Regions from separate parts of the Mus musculus genome. Here regions 1, 2 and 3 are each linked to region 4. The links are chromatin contacts, called in public HiCAR-type and promoter capture Hi-C maps. All regions are on one chromosome and are shown on one strand. The core of a region is the stretch at or near the end of the contact, and the rest is flanking DNA. Distances in the headings are between cores, read along the strand shown. Region 1 holds the start of Brd3os (bromodomain containing 3, opposite strand). Region 2 holds the start of Brd3 (bromodomain containing 3). Region 3 holds the start of Anapc2 (anaphase promoting complex subunit 2). Region 4 holds the start of Inpp5e (inositol polyphosphate-5-phosphatase E).

Region 1 (2,953 bases), core at 60-2,559, 1.0 Mb after region 4:
GGGTCACAGTGTTTGGTCGGGTGTAATAGGAGTGTATGCTGAATTTTCCTGGGGCTTTAGGACAATTCAAATGAGCAGTATGTGGAATGGCGGAATTTCGCAGCTACTTTTGAAATGATGCATCCCACACCACATTAAATAAATTGAAAACAAATGTGCCCATCATCTGAGTGGGATGTCAATAATAACAGCAATAGGTCTGAGAAGGAAACTGCACAAAGAAAATAAGGACTGAAGACAAAGCTTAGCCTTAGAGCACTTGCCTAACATGCCCAAGGCCGTGGCGTCAAACTCCAGACCACAAAAGCTCCAACCCAAACATAAAATTAATCCCAGCACTGTGGGAAGCAGAGGCAGGTGGATTTCTGAGTTCGAGGCCAGCCTGGTCTACAAAGTGAGTTCCAGGGCAGCCAGGGCTATACAGAGAAACTCTGTCTCGAAAAAACAAAAAAAGAAAGAAAGAAAGAGAGAGACGGAGGGAGGGAGGGAGGGAGGGAGGGAGGGAGGGAGGGAGAGAGAGAGAGAGAGAGAGAGAGAGAGAGAGAGAGAGAGAGAGAGAGAAAGAAAGAAAGAAAGAAAGAAAGAAAGAAAGAAAGAAAGAAAGAAAGAAAGAAAGAAAGAAAGAAAGAAAACCTCAGAAACCATGTTAGGATCGAGAACTGGGAAGGTGCCTAATGCTAACTCCTAATCCCTCTTCAGCATCTCCTCCAGGTTTCCTAGCCGCTCCTCACCCTCCATGCTCCTCCTTACAATGCCCCCAAGCTCTTCTCCCCAGCTCTTAGCCCCATCTCCCTCCCAGTCCTGACTCCAGAGTGTCTTCCCCAGGCTCCTTTTCTATCCTGGCTTCTCCCTTTGTGTTTACCACCCCCTCCACTCTGCAATGCCCACTCTGCTTCCCCCAAACGCCTCTTCTTCCTCTGCCTCTTCAGGCTCCTCCTCTCAATCCTCATCCTCTCCTCCCTAGCTCTGTCTTCTCCTAGCATTCCTTTCATGCTCCCCCCTCCAGAGCCTCCCCATCTCCTAGATTCTTCCCCCACTACACACTCCCAAATTTCTCGGGATCCTCCTCTCTCTCCACTCTCTCCTTATCCTGGATCTCGCTCTGCCTCTTTCTCCGGCTCCTCCTCTCTTCAAGCTCCTCCCCTCTCCCTTTTCTCTGGATCTCCTCCTCCCCCTATTCTCTCCGCCCCCTAACCTAAGTTCTCTCCAAGCTCCCCCTCCCACTCCAGTCCTTCCCCTTTCCTTCCCCACCGCCCTCTGGACGCTCCTCCTCTCCCTCTAGGTCTTTGGCCCCGCCCACAGAATGATCGATGTGTCCGTCTGCAGGCTGGTCCTCGGTGCTCGGCTCGCCACGCCTGCGACGCTGCCATGGAGACGTAGCCGCGGCCTCCTGGCTCTGCCCGGGACCTGGATCCCTTGCGTCAGCAGGCCCACGCGTGTCCGCGAGCGCCGGTGGCAAAGTCTGCTTCGCTGGAGCATCCGGGCAAGCGGTGACTTTGCTGGCCGCTGGGGCGTAGGGCTCGCATCCTTCCTCCTTCCAGTAGCTCTCTACTCCATAGCTGAGGACCGCTTCTCTCACCAGCGGAGAGGAGACCCTGGGACCGCCAACCGTCTGTGGGTTATTAAGGGACCTGCGATTGTCCATCCGCCTCATCCTTCCGCTCAGCTCAGCTCAGCAAGCTGCATCCGTGAGTAACCTCGCTTGAACACTCTGGCCCATAGAGGCTGCTCCTGGTGGTGAGGCCCATGCTGGGCCTGTCCCCGACTCCCCTCCCCTTCCGACAGTTTCTTCCCTTTGTAGTGTCACCCTTGGTAAGAGTGGAAGACTGGCTAGAAGAAAGGACCTGAACCAACGCTTAGTCCACATCCCCATTGTGTTTTGAGCGGGGTGGACAGGCCAGCCCCTGCTGCAGACACCCTGGATACATCTCTTTGAGCTCAGCAGTATTGCAGCGGCAGTGGACACCTGATAAGCTTCCCAGGAGTGGTGTGGAGTCACTGTCAACACTAGAGCACTTTGTCTGGAATGGCTCTCACGTGGCTCCTGAATGGTCAGAGATGTGTCTTGGATTCTCCTGCCCTCCTGAGGATCTTGCCTATGGAAGGTCTAAGTTACCTACTTTCACTATTAAGTTGAACAAGGACTCCCAAACCCAACAGCCATCAAGGTTGTTGGCCAACTAGTTACAAAGCACAGCAGCCGGCTGTTCCTGGCCTAGGAGGAAAGCCAGGTGTGCAGGACGCTGGGCCTGTGGGATGAGTGGGCGAGTCCCGCTGGCAGAAAAGGCCCTGTCAGAATCCTATGCCCGCCTCCGGTACAGGGATACGTCCTTGCTCATTTGGCAACAAGAGCAGCAGAAGTTGGAGTCTGTACCACCTAGTACATACCTGAGCAGAAGCCGCAGCATGTGGTACTCCCAGTATGGAAATGAGGCCATCTTAGTTCGAGACAAAAACCAGCTTGGGGTCTCTAGGGACACTGGCCAGTCTAAGTTTTGCTCAATCATGTAATTCCAGGGAGAAGACCCTTGATGGCCATGAAGATCAAGCCGTGGTATAAAAACGCAACACCCAAGAATGTCATCCAACACTTTATTAGGGGCACAACAGGTACCTAGATGCTCCTCTCACTGCCCAAGCCCAGGAAATGCTTCCAAACAAAAGGGAAGCAAGAGAGACACACACCCCGACCCTCACCTGCTGTGAGCTGCTGCCTGATATAGAATGGATCAGGTCCAGGGTAAGGAGGTGACTCTTCTTGCAGGGTCCCAGATCTGTCAGCTCACTGCAGTGGCATGTGAAAGGGGGGCAGTGCTGGTAGTGACATTACTGCGTTGTGATAGCATCCACACTAGCCACCAGATGTGGCCTCTTATATAGGTGTGTCCTTAAGCAAAATGTGCCCCGAAGTGATTCCAAGCCTAATCGAGTGTGGGGAAAGTGGATTCTGATG
Region 2 (2,922 bases), core at 293-2,792, 1.1 Mb after region 4:
ACACTCAGGGCCACTCAAAAAAGGTCACTGGGGCTTGGGGCTTGATCCTTGGAGTCCTTCCTTTCCTGGACCCTGGAAAGCCTGTGAGAAACTCACTTCAAGCAGCACAGCAGAGATCTCAGATCTCTTCAGGGGCACCCCCACCCCCAGTAATGCACACCACTAAGAAAGTGCAAAACAAAAGGGGGGGGGGATGGACGACACAACAACCAGCTTGTCCTCATGGGTTAAGGGGGACAGGACCTGAGCCCTTCAATTCCTTCACTCATTTCTCTTCCTGCACCCAGTCCCATGTTAGCCACTGAAGAACACAAGAATGACCTCAGAGACACAAACTTATACAGTTAAGAAGTTTAAGGTAGAGAAACAACAGCTGTGCACTTATTTCTGGCAGAAAGCTCTTAATCAAAATTGCAAAGGGCAGAGCCTTAAAATTGAGCCCTAAAGTATGAACTCACAAAAGGTATGCCCCGGCTCCCAGTGAGCCCCCTTCCCGCTCCTTACCGCCCCCCCCCCGCCGCCCCAGGGCAAGAAGACTGTTTATGGCTTCCTCGTTAGCCCTGCCCCCGTCGCAGCAACTGGTGGAGAGAACTTCCCCAAGCCGCCAGGATTTTTCACCGGGAATCCTCAAGAACCTTACATACGAGAGGCTTTGGGGTGCGCATTCCTCACCCAACTAGCTTGCGTGTTATACACGAAGTAAGAAAAAGACGTGCACCCCACCCCTTCCACCTCAATCCGAATCGACCTCGCCCGGATTAAGTACTCGTTTAGGCTGATTTCAAAACATGAACTGGGTTTCCTCCTGGCCTGGCTGCAATAATCCAGTAACTCGTAAGCGCGCAAAGTCGTCTCCCGGGCCATAACTCTGCAAATGCAGCCGCCGCCCCCCAAGCCACGCCGCGGCTGCCCCACTTGCAAGGCTCCAGCGGTGTCCAGGCCCAGCCTGGCCTGCCCTGCGACGATCCGCCCTAAGTGGCGCCGGAGCGACCCTGGGCACACCGCGCGCACCTTCCCGCGCCGCGCATCCTCCAGGCAGTCCCCTTCGGAAGATGGCGGGCAGAGGAAAAGGGGAAAGGAAAAAAAAATCCCTTCCGTGAGGGAGGGCTGGCGCAGAGAGCGCGGGCTGTGCCAAGTCCAGGCTGGGCGCTCCGACCAAGGCGACGCCTCCCAGTCCGGCCCGAGGCGACCGGCAAGCCGCGGGCGCACAGCGCAAGGCGGAGGGCAGCGGAGCCCGCGCAGTCGCTGCGACCCCGGGCAGGCGGCCGCCCCGCTTTGTTGCATCGCGGCCGCGCACAAAGGCGGCGGCCCCGGGCTCCGGGCTTCGAGACGCGCGGGAGGCCTGCACCATGCGTTCCGGGCCGTGTTCTCTCAGCCAAGTCCGCCGCCGCCACCGCCACCGCCGCCGCCGCCCAGAGTGTACAAGGAAACGAGAAAAAGGCGTACTTGGCCTAGGCGGCTCCAGCGCCGTCTGCTCCCGGCCCGCGCGGCCGGCTCCTCTTTGGCTCGCCGGCCCCGGCAGCATAATAGACGCGCCGGAGCTGTACAGGGCTCATGCGCTACGCCGCGGCGCCTGGCGGGAGTCGTAGTCCGCGCCCGGGCTCGCGCCAGGGCCGCCCAGGGGAGGCCGAGGCGCACGGACTACATGTCCCGGCCCCGCCGGCGCCACGCCGTGCCCCGCCCCGCGCGCCCCCGGCCGCCCGCCCGGCCGCCCTGGCCGCCAGCGGGCCCGGCCTAGGGGCGCGTGGGGGCGGGGCTGGGAGGTTGCCCGCCAGGACCCGAGGCGACGCTGGAACCTTGGCCCGCCCGCGCGCCTTCACTTTAGCGTTCTCAGCCACACGCAGGGAATAAGAACTGGTGGGCGGATTTCCAGAAGCCTAGGAAAACGTGGGAAAGGCGGGAACGCAGTTAGCACCCTGGGGTCACTACCCGGGTACCCCGAGGCCTCCCTCAAACCCCGAATGCTCACAAGCAGGGAGGCGCGCACCGGCCCCAGCCCATGTTTGTAAACAAACCGCGCGCCTAATTAGCCTGGCGAGGGCGCGCGCAGGGCGGTCCTTGCCAGGGAGGAGTCGCGATCAATCCCGCCCCAAAATCCTGGGGCGGGTTGAAGACCTGGGGACTCCGTAAGAGACCTGGCTGGTGGTGCCGGAAAAAGGCGGATTCTCCAAAGCTAGACACCAGTAAGGGATGCTTCAGGCTGTGCCAGCCAACTTTCCCTCTCTGGAGTCTCAGTGTGTCCCCATGTGCCTATGGAAAGACAGGAATGAGATTAAGTCCCGCCCTTTTTCTGCGTTTTGAAAGGGTTAGGACGGGGTCACACTTCAGATCTTGGTTTTGGTGAAAATTACAATGGTGCCTACGTTAGTCAGTTTTTATCCAGTTGTAATTTAAGGTGGGTGTGTGATAGACCCCAACAAAAACGTTACAAACAAAACAAGTTTTTCCATCAGTGCCCGCTGAACCTGCCTGCCAATGCAGGGTTCCAATTCTGCTGTGAGCTGGACCTATTCCAAGATCCTGGTGTCACTGAGTTTATTTCTGGCTGAGCGGGCACTTTGCTGCATGCAAGAAATGCACAGGTGGTTATGGTATTAAATACCAGACACACACACACACACACACACACACACACACGTACACACACACATACACACACATACACAACGAATATGTTCTGTACCTGAAAATGAAAAAGGCTCAAGAAGGCAAAGTGACATCCTTGGTCTCAGAGGTCCCAAGCTCCAAGCCCAGGGTCCTTGGAAGAGATTTGAGGACAAGCTGGAGCCTCTCCAGGCTCTTCTTGTCTCCTCTTTGGTCTACAGCATGGGTGCTTCTCACACCCTGGGGCGAGGTGGCCACTGCAAGGAAGCCCTGCTGTTTAGTCGCAGACTGAACACAGGGTAGGAGAGCAAGACCTGG
Region 3 (3,087 bases), core at 556-3,055, 1.1 Mb before region 4:
CTTCCAAACTTTCCCCAGAAGCTGTGACAAAGGGCTGGGTCATAGGGCACATGGAAATAGTAAGTAAGCAACACATGTGGTTGGAAGATGGGTCCTAACAGCAGCAGCAGCAGATTGGACCAAACAGAACTTACTGTCCCTGTCTCTATCTCTGAGCCAGGTTCTGTATTGAGCACCATCGTAGAGCAAAGCCCCTCACAGAAAAGTGGTTTGTGTTCTGGACTTGGGGAAAACACCAGCACCTTTGCAAAGAGAGTTAAGGGCTAGGGCTGACCTGTGTGAGGTGAGTACTTTCAGCATTTTGTGTTTTGAAGATAAGAAAGGGAAAAACTGCAGGTCTTCTTACCAACAGGATATATGGTAGCTAGCAGACACAGATCTTGCAAAACAACCTTTATTGAAACACCAGAGGCCATGGGGATGGGCCCTAAGGTTTTGGTTCTGGAGTCAAGATTCTTTCTTCAACATGTCTGGCCTGGGGCCCTAGTGGCTGGGGAGACAAAGTGAGGGGCTCCCACAGTACTCAGACCAGGACCAGGACATTCCTGGTAGCCCAAAGGGATTCAGGAGCTTCAGAGAGAGGCCCCTCATGGAGCTGCTCAGGGTCCCCACAGCACATGTGAGTACGGAGCTGGGAACACCTCTTCCATTGGACTGTCCTAGGGCTTTTCTTGTCTAGGCAGGTGGAGGTCAGAAATTGCCCCTCTGGGCACCAGAGATAAAAGACATCTGAGGCCACGAAGAACAAAGATGCTTTAGGACAGACATGTTGAGGACTAAGCAGCCATAGGCCACGGCTGAAACAGGCACTCGTCAGCTGTCCTTGCCTCCACTACTCTTCTGGTCTGAAGCTGTGGCTTTAGTCAGGTTCCCAGCTTCTCTTTTGAGTACACTAAGCAGAGTCTGAGAGCTCTCCAGGATCTGGGGCCAGAGAAATAAAAGGATGTTATTTCTCTGGTAGGAAGGTCCCATTGCCTCAGGCTCTAATAATGGAGGATGGAAATCTCAATTTGGTCATCTGTGCTGTAGCCAACTGGTTATGGAGTAAAACCATCCTCCCTTCTGCACCTGTCCCAGAGCTCTTCCACCCTGCAAAGCCAGGCTGGGTTAATTCAGGCCCACACCGTGTACTCTGTCCAATACACCAATGCTCACTTTTGGAACCCACAGACAGCCCACTGTTCCACCTACAGCCTCTGAACCACAATGGGCCCTACCTAGCCTCAGATGGTAGTAAGGCACTCACAACAGACATCTGAGAGCCCCACCTTGAGGTAGGCGGCCTCGGTTTCTGCGATGGTCCGGTCAAACTCGTTGCGAGAGGCGATCTTGCGCGCCAGGTTCTCGTTGACGCGGGCCAACTTCTCCGTGAGCTGCCTCACCTCATTCTGTAGCCGCTGCTTTTCGTCCTCCTCTTGCTGGATCTGCCGGCACAGCTCCTCTCGCTTCTGACACAACTCCTCGATGCCTAGGGTGGGTGGGAAGACAGAGCTGTGGGTGGGGACTCGTGAGCTTCCGACCCCAACCAGCAATGACAGAGGGGCAGGCCGCAGAGCGGGGCTCGTGAGGCATGTCCACGCAGCCTCCCGAGTGGGTCGGCCGGCCCCGGCCCGCGGCCTTCAGTGCCCGACGCTCACACTTGACCAACTCGTTGTTGTAGTTCTGCAGCGCCGCGCCCTGTTGGGTCATGGTCTGCACCGCGTCCGGAAGCCTCAACCGCCGCCTGCACAGCTAAGTCCGCACCTGCGCACTGCCCACAAAGCGCGCGGGCTGGTGAACGTCACGGCTGCGCCACAGGTCCGCGCTTGCGTCATCACCGTGCGCTCTACTGGGCGGGTCTGTTTTGTGGACAGTGATGGAGGCCGAGGGTGTGGCGGTGGCGGCGGCGGCGGCGGCGGCGGCGGCGGCGGCGACAATTATTGCCTCCGATGACTGCGACTCTAGGCCTGGACAGGAGCTCTTGGTTGCCTGGAATACTGTGAGCACCGGTCTGGTGCCGCCGGCCGCGCTGGGGCTGGTGAGGCCGGGGAAAGGTTGTCGGGCCTGTGCAGATTTCCCGCGACTTTGCATACTTTAGGGGGTCCACCCTTGGGGCCTCACAGCTCCGTGGCCTGCCTGTAGTGGGCTTGCCTCCTTCCTCAGCTACCTGATTTGTTTGGTTCCCTGGCAGCTCTTCGGTTGCTGGGTTTTTCCATGCCCCTCCTCTCCCTTTACCCCTATTCCGCCCCTCTGCTCACGGTTTTCCGTGCTCCAGGCGTCTTCCCGGACCAGCGGTGCAGTCCCACCAAAGGAGGAAGAGCTTCGTGCAGCGGTGGAGGTTCTGAGGGGACACGGTCTGCACTCTGTCCTGGAGGAGTGGTTCGTGGAAGTGCTGCAGAACGACCTTCAAGGCAATATTGCCACGGAGTTCTGGAATGCCATCGCTCTGCGAGAAAACTCTGTCGATGAGCCCCAGTGCCTTGGGCTGCTCCTGGATGCGTTCGGTCTGCTGGAAAGCCGCTTGGATCCCTATCTGCATAGCCTAGAACTCCTAGAGAAATGGACTCGTCTGGGCTTGCTGATGGGCGCTGGAGCTCAGGGGCTTCGGGAGAAAGTTCACACTATGTTGCGGGGAGTCCTGTTTTTTTCCACCCCTAGGACATTCCAGGAGATGGTCCAGCGCCTCTATGGTCGTTTCTTGAGAGTCTATATGCAGAGCAAGAGAAAAGGAGAAGGGGGCACAGACCCGGAACTAGAGGGTGAGCTAGATAGCCGGTATGCCCGCCGCAGGTACTACCGACTTTTGCAGAGTCCTCTGTGCGCAGGATGTGGCAGTGACAAGCAGCAGTGCTGGTGCCGGCAGGCACTGGAGCAGTTCAACCAGCTGAGCCAGGTCCTGTGAGTACTGCTTCCTAACCATGCTGCGGTTTCTCTGCAAGCTTCATTAGTCCTGAATTCAAAAGACCTCTCAATAGAGCTTATAGACTAACTGGCGATGTCTTTTTTGCCCATACTTGTAACCAGGGATTATTGTTCATCACGTTTATACTGTCCTGGACATAGGCATAGGGTGTGTGTGCAGTATCTTTATGGGGAGAGCCCTCCTAG
Region 4 (3,191 bases), core at 598-3,097:
ACAAGCAACTTCTACACGTTCAAAGTGTCTGTGGATGACACTGAGCCCCAAAGAAAAGGTTCTGGAAGGACATAGACAGAAGGAGAAAGGCATGATTTCTGAGAGAGGATGGGTGATCTGTCTTATTTTCCATTTCCAAGTCTTAGGCATTCTCTATTCGGATCCATTCACATAGCCCCTGGGTAGCTAGTTCTTTTATATCTATTTATGTAGATGGTGGCTCACGATAGCCCAGACTGGCCTTGAACTTGTGATGATCCAACCTCAAGTCTTTTAAGATCTGGGATTACTAGCAAGAGCCACCATGCCTGGCTCAGTTTGCTCTTGGCCTGATGAGATGAGGGCCTCTGATGACAGCCCCAGAGCTCCCTCCCCCTCCCCCCTGAAAGCCCTACCTGCTTCTGATGTCCTTGGTGCGGATGGGGGCCAGAAGGCTGAAAGATCTGGCTGAGTGAATGGAGTGATCGTCACCAGCCAAGGGGCTCCGGGGTCTGCTAGGGCCCAGGTTGCTGTGGGCCCTGACCAGTCTGGTCTGCATGCGGAGCTTGTAGTCCGTGTGCTCGGGGTCAACCTTGTTTGCTGTTCTCAGGGAGCTGGAGGCTATGCTGAGGTCCATAGCTGGTGGTGTGTGTGAGGCATGCAAACTTGCCAACCTGGAGGGGGGCCCACCTGAGGCAGCATCTCTGTGCAGGAGGTCCAAGGAGGTGCTGATCATTCCAGAAAGACAGTCACTCCACAAGGATGGGCTCCCTCCCTCACTGCCTGTGGCCCTTCGGGACTTAGGTATCTCCTGCAAGGATGTGCTGAGGCAGGGCAGGGGACGGCTGTAGGCAGGGGACTGGGCTACTGAGTCTTGCAAGGAGCCCCTGCAGGGACTGGCCCCATTCTGGACAGTCAGATCCTCCTGACTACCCCGGAAACGCCTCCTTCTCCAGCCCTTGTCATCGAGGGACAGGGTTCGCTCCAACTTGGGTCTAATGGGTGGCTGTGGGGTGATGAGATTTGCCTTAGTTTGTGGGTTCTGGTTGCTTGTTTTTGCTGGAATGCTGAAAGGAGGCATGGGGTTTGTCTCTGAACCCTGAGAGTCAGAGGCTGGTAAGAAGCCTGGTGTTGGGATGAGCTTCTTTTCCGTGTTCGGAGGCTGTCCCTGGAGCATTCTGCCTTCTAGCTGCCCAGGTGCCTCAGTGTGACGCAGGCAAGCTGACTTGGATGGCATAGTCCAGACCTGGCCAGCCCTGACCCCCTCAGCCTGGCCCTCCTAAGGAAAGGGATCCTCCCTGGGAGGTTAACAAGCAACTCTTGTTGTCAAGGATGCACGTCAGAGTTCGCCAGCTCGATGCCATGAAAACTCGAGTGGCTCCCTTTGTGGCATGGGGCGGTCCTTTTGGAGGAGGGCCTGTAGCTGCATGGCTGGAGACTTGAGAGTTCTCACCGATGCCTGAGGAAACGCAGAAAAATCTCTTGGCTCCCCGAAGTCAGCTCGCTAGTCTTAAAAGCGACTTCGTGAGAACAGGCGCCAGGGGGTCGGGGCTGCACTTCACGGAGCTGCACAAGTCTGTCCAGCACCCCCGGCCAGCCCTCCACCCCGCCGAGGCAGAGTAGGGCAGCGCGCTCAGCGTCCTAGGCTCACCTGCGCCCTCCGTTCGGCAGCAGACCCGCCGCCGGACGCCCGAGGTCTGATTCAGCCGGGCCCAGCGCTGGCGGAGGCGGACCTAGGCCAGTCACGGTGGCAGCTGGAACAACGACTGCGGCCCCGTGCCTCGGCCCCCGCCCCCGCCCAGGGTTCGCCCCAGCTCAGTCTAGTGGTCACCCTGGCTCAGGTTCCGTTCTGTAGTCTTCCGGAGAACTGCCCGGCCCAAGACCCTATCGCCGCCACAGCGCCCTCTCGCGGCCGGAGGACCACAGCCCGGTGCCTGGAAGCCACGCCCGACACGAGCTCCCGCCCTGCCAAGCCGCGGCAGGACCAGGCACAGGCAGTCACACCCAATAGCTGCCCAAGGCTCTACCAACACTAAAGATCTCGCTGGTCTGCCCCTCAAAACACAAAGGAAGCCATAAATTAAGTTACTTGAGAGCCCAAAATATTTTATTTAACAATGTGAATTTTGGAAAAATAGCAGCTCCCAGGGAGGAAGCTTCTTGAATCCAAAGTGGTTGGCAGTCAACACAGAGCCTGGGCAGGGTTGAACCAGAGGCAAGGGTCCTGCCTGGTCCCAGCAAGGACACAAGTTGCTACTGACCCACAGGGACAGGCCTTTCTTAATGACAGGAACAGGAGGGTCCAAGTACACTCATCTATGGAACGTCCTGGAAGCCATTCTGTGAGTCTTTCCTAGATGATGCAAGGAACCAGAAAACCGGGAAGGGCTGTACTAATTCCATGTTCTACAATTTCTAAATTTAATACCAAACAAACCATTTATGTTTTCTACCTGCTGATTTTTAAATATTTAACTCTCTTTCCCTTCCTCTTTAGAGTGTAAGGATAGTTTTAGGAACAGTCAGTGAAGCCTTAAAGCTTTGACTCTTATGTGGTGGCAGCTCCTTGAAGTGATATGGGTGAGCCAGTGAGTCGCTGCTGAAGGTCCCTGGTGGGCTTTGGGGTAGAGATGCAAGGTTCCAGAGTGTGCGCTAGGACACCGTAAGCCACTCCAAGATACCACCAAGGCTTTAAGTGCTGTCTGCAGGTGACATTGAGTCAGCTAGAGGGCTCCATACAGACTCCTGGCTAGGAGGGCAGTACGTTGCAGCACACAGCCAGTTTTTGACCTGGTTAATCAGATCAGCAGCTTCAGAATATCAGCTCCCTGGGGCTCTCCCCAGTGACTGAGCCATGACGGAAAGCTCGGAGCAAAAAAAAAACGCACCCAGCACTAATGAGGCCACAGAAAATGGAGTGAGGCTGGAAATGTTGGAGAGACATGCCCTTGTAACCACTTCCTCCCCAGCCTGGGAGCCGCTGCCATCTGGTGACCCTTTGAGGAGCTGGCATGTACTCCCCAGTTCACAGGACAAGGCACAGTTGCCCAGTGCAGTTTGAGGCTCCTCTTAGGCCAGACATCCCAGCAGTCAGTCCTCTCCAGGTAAGCAGACAGCCTTCTCAGTAGCCTAAGGATCCCTGGTTGGTTTGCACCATTTCTCAGGTGAGAAAGGCCTTGGTGTCCAAGTAACTGTGCTCTCCTGTAGTGAAT

Evidence for each region. Promoter capture Hi-C pulls out the DNA fragments that hold promoters and counts their contacts. HiCAR-type assays count read pairs that join an accessible place to other places. Capture Hi-C pulls out chosen DNA fragments and counts their contacts.
Region 1: a promoter capture Hi-C map of adipose tissue shows a contact between it and region 4, with 2.6 times the contacts expected there. The contact joins the promoter of Brd3os here to the promoter of Inpp5e in region 4.
Region 2: a contact with region 4 is called in a HiCAR-type map of astrocytes, with 2.7 times the contacts expected there. The contact joins the promoter of Brd3 here to the promoter of Inpp5e in region 4.
Region 3: a promoter capture Hi-C map of erythroid cells shows a contact between it and region 4, with 12 times the contacts expected there. The contact joins the promoter of Anapc2 here to the promoter of Inpp5e in region 4. A contact is called at or near these places in 1 of 39 promoter capture datasets (erythroid cells) and 2 of 115 datasets of contacts at active chromatin or transcription factors (large pre-B cells and pancreatic cancer cells).

Annotation. Positions count from the first base shown.
Region 1 is chr2:27,441,127-27,444,079 of GRCm38.p6, forward strand. It overlaps Brd3os (bromodomain containing 3, opposite strand), which reads left to right and starts at 1,310. Exons shown (of 2, transcript NM_001360791.1): 1 at 1,310-1,688; 2 at 1,802-2,953. The coding sequence starts at 2,257. The coding sequence ends at 2,511.
Region 2 is chr2:27,474,131-27,477,052 of GRCm38.p6, forward strand. It overlaps Brd3 (bromodomain containing 3), which reads right to left and starts at 1,543. Exons shown (of 12, transcript NM_001113573.1): 1 at 1,447-1,543.
Region 3 is chr2:25,270,661-25,273,747 of GRCm38.p6, forward strand. Anapc2 (anaphase promoting complex subunit 2) reads left to right here and starts at 1,806. Exons shown (of 13, transcript NM_175300.4): 1 at 1,806-2,017; 2 at 2,255-2,877. The coding sequence starts at 1,856. It overlaps Ssna1 (SS nuclear autoantigen 1), which reads right to left and starts at 1,758. Exons shown (of 3, transcript NM_023464.2): 1 at 1,638-1,758; 2 at 1,269-1,468; 3 at 379-921. The coding sequence starts at 1,689. The coding sequence ends at 814.
Region 4 is chr2:26,407,372-26,410,562 of GRCm38.p6, forward strand. It overlaps Inpp5e (inositol polyphosphate-5-phosphatase E), which reads right to left and starts at 1,848. Exons shown (of 10, transcript NM_033134.3): 1 at 396-1,848. The coding sequence starts at 1,216. Sec16a (SEC16 homolog A, endoplasmic reticulum export factor) reads right to left here. Exons shown (of 30, transcript NM_153125.2): 30 at 2,060-3,191.